2 separate regions of the Mus musculus genome follow, and region 1 is linked to region 2. A link is a contact called in public HiChIP or PLAC-seq data. All regions are on one chromosome and are shown on one strand. Each heading gives the region's core, a stretch centred on a gene start, on an enhancer-like site or on the middle of the called end of the contact. The rest is flanking DNA. Distances are from core to core; before and after follow the strand shown.

Region 1 (2,700 bases), core at 142-2,641, 240 kb after region 2:
CCTCTCTGCCCACCAGACTGCCCTTTGGGTCTCAGCCCCAACACTGGCAGTTCAGATCAAACCCTCCTGACCAGGTGCCCGTGGAGAGGGCAGTGGAAGAAGGCAGGGATGGTCAGGATAGATCTTAGGAGACAAGAGTGTGCTGTGGAAGATGCCCACTCTCCAGCCAGGCCAGCCTGGGCTCTTCCTTAGCTCTGCTCTTCCCAGAGGTTCTCACATTCCTGCCCAGGAAAAAAAGATCTTGTGGTTTAACTACACCCAAAAGAATGCCACACACAATGCCTGCCATGTGATAAAGGCACAGACATCACTTTTTGTGTAGGAAAATTTAAAAAGCTATTTATTTTTTTAATGTATAAATTAGGACTAGATAATAAATTCCAGAAACAGGGTAAGTTTGTGTTCTTCACAGGTGACACAGGAATGACAGGTTTGACATGTGTGTTACAAGGAGTTGGCTCATGAGCAGGGGGCAGATTCCTTGGTGTCTTAGATTATGGCCCTAAACAGACCGGCCTGGGACAGGAAGAGAGGAGAGAGTCTAGGGTCTGCCACTTGAACTGCATGCCTTTGGACAAGTCACTAACCTTTCTAGGTACACTTTACCCCTAATTCTATGGTTCCACAGGGCCTACTTGGCATCTCCTGGAAACAGAAGACAGTTATTGTTCGATAATTGGGGGAAGCTATTTGAGATACAGGAAGAATATGGACAGAGAAATACTTCAGAAAGTGTGGTCAGAGTTACTTAAGCTAAGTGATTTCATTTTATTTTTTAGGATTTATTTATTATTATACATAAATACACTATAGCTGACTTCAGATGCACCAGAAGAGGGCATCAGATCTCATTACAGGTGGTTGTCAGCCACCGTGTGGTTGCTGAGATTTGAACTCAGGACCTTCGGAAGAGCAGTCAGTGCTCTTACCTGCTGAGCCATCTCTTCAGCCCATGTAGAAGGCATCTTAAGAAAGGCCTCTGATGTGGTGCCATCTACTTGTGATCCCAGCACAAGGTAGCTCTCTGGTGAGTTCAAGGCCAGCCTGGTCTACTGAGTGAGTTCAAAACAAACAGGGCTATGCATAACACCCTGTCTTAAAAAAGAAGTGGGGGTAAACAAAGGATAGGTGCCTCTTCCCCTATCTAATTTAGAGTTTAGGGGAAAATAAAAGGAAGTTCTTGGGCCAGACTACAGAAGTAAACTTGATAGCACAGAGCTCTTTAAAGAACAGATTGTCTGTGCTGTGGTTCCTCTGGTCATGGCCCAGTTCTGTTAAACAGAAGTCCGTGTGTCATTTCCCCCACATCCACACTCACATGTGTATCCTAGCAACCCCGCCTGCAGCTGTGCTGAGCACAGATGTTCAGGCAGCTAATCCACCAGCAAAGCTGGGTTGCCCAGCAGGTGCTTTCCCACTGAGCTGTGTTCTTAGCACAGTGCCTGCTGTATGCAGTGGTGGGCCCATAGAGGTCAAAGGAGCACCCAACAAAAGGCTATGCTGCAGAAACGTGGTAGTACAGGCCTGTAATCTCAGCATTCAGGAGGTCTAGGCAGGAGGATTGCAAGTTTCAGGCCAGCCTGGATTGTATAGTAAGACCATGGCTTAGATAGATAGATAGATAGATAGATAGATGGATGGATGGATGGATGGATGGATGGATGGATGGATAGATAGATAGATAGATAGATAGATAGATAGATAGATAGATAGATAGATAGGTGAATGGATGGATGGATGGATGGATGGATGGATAGATGGATAGATAGATAGATAGATAGATAGATAGATAGATATTGTTATTGCTTAATAACAACCAGAAAATAGGACAGTGTGTGCTCTGACCCCTTCCTATGAGCAAGAAGAGTCACTTTATCTCCAGTCAAGGACTTCCTCTTCTCCAGTAATTACATGGTGGGGCAAAAGCTTTAGTTCCGAGTCAGCAGATGGGGGATGAGTCATGATGTCTATGGTAGCTGGCTTGGCTTATGTGCCAGGTGGGGCTTTAGGCAAAAGAGCAGAGCTTCCAACGGGCCCAGCTGCATTCACCTGATGGAGCTGATCCTGTGTTTTGGGGAGTTCAGCTCTAAACATCTGCCCACCCTTGTCAGATAGGGAAAATAGACACACAGGATGAGGAGTGTCAGCGGCTAGAGACGGAAAGAAGTCAAAGAGGACTGTAGCCGATAGCCACAGTGATATTAGGATGAAGGGATAGAGACGGGGACAGAAAGAGTCCTGCACTAGGAGTCAACCGGGGCTCATACGCTGACTAATGCTGGTGGCATAACCTTCATGCTCATCCATCATTTTCTTCATTAAAAAAAAAAAAGGAGAAGTTTAAAGGAATCAGAGTGTGAGAGCACATGCTTGAGAGTTCCAGTGCTTGGGAGACTGAGGCAGGAGGATTGTTGTGAGTTTCAAGCTAGCCTGGGCTCAACTTATAAAGAAAATAAAAGGGAAGGCAAGGGGGGAGGGGTAAAGAAGGGAAGGGAAGAGAAGGAAGGGAAGAGGAGGAAAAAAGGGAAGGAGGGAGGGGGAAGGACAGGAAGAGGGAGGAGGAAGGGGAAAGGGAGGGGAAGGGAAGGGAGGGAGAAGGGAAGGAAGGGTGGATACCATACTCAATGAAAGAGGACTTACAAAAGCAGAGGCAGCTCGTGTGCATCTCTGTGGCCTCTGGTTCATGATCTAGGGCTTTCT
Region 2 (2,700 bases), core at 61-2,560:
GTACTCCATCCTGGCAGTTTTCTTTGTTTTTCTTTTAACTAAAATTTTTTATTGCTTTGCTCTTTAAATTCTCTGTCCCAGAGTTAGTCTCTGTGAAGGCCAGTGTTTACTGGAGAATTCTGTTTCCTTCTGTCTTTGTGCTGCTTGCTTGCTTGCTCTCTCTCTCTCTCTCTCATATATTGACTGTTTTCTATTTTTTTTAAAGATTTATTTATTTATTTTATATATATATATATATATATATATATATATATATATATATATATATATATATATATATATATATATATATATATGAGTACACTGTAGCTGTCTTCAGACACACCAGAAGAGGGCATTGGATTCCATTACAGATGGTTGGGAGCCATGCGGTTGCTGGGTATTGATCTCGGGACCTTGGGAAGAGCAGGCCGTGCTCTTAATGGCTGACTCATCTCTCCAGCCCTGTGTCTTTTCATTTTTAATCTGGGGATTCCAGCTTTTTTTTCTTCTTTTTCCTCCCTCCTTCTCTCCCTTCTTCCTTCCCTTTTCTTCCCTTCTAAGACAGAGTGTCAGGGGGAAGCCCAGGTTATCCTTGAGCTTGCAGCTGCCCTCTGCTTGCTAAGGCTTCATTTTAGGTATGTGTCACTGGGCACAGAAGAAGCTGTAAGTAGACAGCAAGGACAGATCAGCAAGCAAGACTCAAATACTATTTTCAAAAGTAAAGATTCATTTTTATTAAAACTTTATTAATATAGGATGGTTTGAAATACAAATGACTTTCTTTTGTTAAAATGTCAGATGTCTGCAGTTCCAGCTGCCTAGCCTAAGAGTTTGACATGAATATAGAAAACAGAGAAACCCAATTAAAAAACAAACTAGTTTGGAAATTGTGGGTCATTTCAGTCACCTTGTGAGGACAGATGGGTCAAGGATCAAGTGCTGTGTCTGAATAGCTATGCATGGTGGGGAAGGGAAGCTGGATGTGTGGCGCACTCAATGTTTCTTTCTCCTCTTACTAGCTCCCTCTTGATGTGGATTTAACTAAAACAAAGAGAGAAGATTTTGAACCATCTGTAGAACAGGCAAGATACAACAGCTGCCGACAGAATGAAGCATTGGGACTCCCCAAACCACAGGAAGTGACTTCCCCTTGCAGATCAAGCCCCCCACATGACTCGAACATTAAGCTTCAGGGGGCTAAGGACATCAGCAGCTCCTGGTACTGGGCTCAGGTTCCCCTTTTCCTCTCTGGCCCCTTCTCGTGTGGCTTTGGTCAATTTCCACTCCTGCACTTGAAACCAGCAAGTGGTTTGTGTGCTTCCTCAAGCCGGGTCCATTGTGGTTAACTTGGTTTGCAGCAGTCTGGCCGCCACCTTGGAGAGTGACGCCACTCACCAGAGGAAGCTCCGGAAGCTCCGGCAGAAGCAGCTCCAGCAGCAGTTCCGGGAACAGATGGAGACTCGCCGGCAGAGCCATGCACCTGCCGAAGAGGTGGCAGCCAAGCATGCGGGTGTGTGAGAGGGAGATCCAGGGACCATTCCAGGCCATGTCTCACTAGGACGTGTACGACCGATGACCCCATAGAATTAGGATGATAAAATTTGCCCTACACCTTCCCAGTTACAAAGACGACAGGCTTTTTAGGGAGGTCAATGGGCTGTGATTGACATAATCTTCTGCAGCACTTGGGAGGCAGAGGCAGGTGGATCTGAGTTCTAGGCCAGCTTGGACTATAGAGTGAGACCCTGTCTCAAAGAACACGCCCACCCTCACCCCACCCCCTCCCCCTCCGTTTCTGGTATTTGCCTCTTAGATGGCTTTTGGATATAAGACCAAGTTGGAAAATAATGAGCTTCCGGCAGACTGACTCCTCTCTCAGGAGCTTAAGTTTCAAGCACAGGTCTCACAGACTCTGGTGTTACGCAGACATTTGTAATGGAGTATTCCCAGACCAGGGAGCTTTAGTGAGTAAAGGTTGCAAGAGACAGTTGTGTGTTGGGTCTGTTATCACTCCTTGGCACAACAGTAAAGTTATTGTAGGAAAAAGGAAGACAACAAAAACCAAAACATGTACCATCTTGGGCTCATCATGAGTAATGAATTATCCTAAAAGTTTGGCTTTTAGGTCATGGCAGGAGCTTGAAGAGCGGGGGTGGGGTAGGTGGATCATCTAGGATCTACTGTCCTTGTCTCAGATCCACTGGGCTAGATAGCTAACAGTGTTCTGCCTTTGCTATTAAAGTGGAAATAGGTTAGGGTGCCACTCCAGAGTTCTATCCCCTGTACCACACAGACCTGCTGTGCTGGCACATTGCTCTTACCCAGTAGGGTCAGGTGTTGAAGGTCATGTTCGCTTTATAGGGAATCCAAGGCCTACCTGAACTACATGAGAGACCTTGTCTTCCACATACAAAATACCAAAGGAAGTACACTTGGTTCTCTCTCAGGAGAGGTGTACTCTGTGCAGGAGGGGAATAAACTTAATCCCAGAGTTGATATGTGACCTCTGGCTTATCCTTTGTCTCTCCTGTGCAAACTGTAGCAGTACTTCCAGCCCCTCCAAAACACAGCACCCCTGTAACTGCAGCCTCAGAACTCCTCCAGGAGAAAGTCGTCTTTCCAGGTAATACAAGTGTTAAATTACTGTACTGTGTGCTTTTTGGAAGATACAGAATTCATATTAGTTTGGGGTGTCATGTGGCGTGTTGCGGATTGATC

What was found. HiChIP or PLAC-seq counts read pairs in DNA pulled down with a chosen protein or histone mark.
Region 1: a contact with region 2 is called in an H3K4me3 HiChIP or PLAC-seq map of bone marrow-derived macrophages, with 4 times the contacts expected there. The contact joins two enhancer-like sites. A contact is called at or near these places in 1 of 484 Hi-C or Micro-C datasets (spermatogonial stem cells), 5 of 115 datasets of contacts at active chromatin or transcription factors (bone marrow-derived macrophages, embryonic stem cells, large pre-B cells and 1 more) and 1 of 9 other capture datasets (adipose tissue).

The regions. Positions count from the first base shown.
Region 1 is chr6:120,153,745-120,156,444 of GRCm38.p6, forward strand. All of the region lies in intron 1 of Ninj2 (ninjurin 2), which reads left to right. Among named protein-coding and RNA genes, the nearest start is that of Gm25327, 11 kb to the left of the region's middle. Within about 2 kb of position 1,392, at least 120 of the 459 cell types and tissues checked have an H3K27ac peak or open chromatin away from gene starts, as enhancers often do. A contact at or near this core is called in bone marrow-derived macrophages, where this site is marked.
Region 2 is chr6:119,917,586-119,920,285 of GRCm38.p6, forward strand. It overlaps Rad52 (RAD52 homolog, DNA repair protein), which reads left to right. Exons shown (of 12, transcript NM_001166381.1): 8 at 1,002-1,201; 9 at 1,341-1,492; 10 at 2,525-2,605. Among named protein-coding and RNA genes, the nearest start is that of Rad52, 16 kb to the left of the region's middle. Within about 2 kb of position 1,311, at least 77 of the 459 cell types and tissues checked have an H3K27ac peak or open chromatin away from gene starts, as enhancers often do. A contact at or near this core is called in bone marrow-derived macrophages, where this site is marked.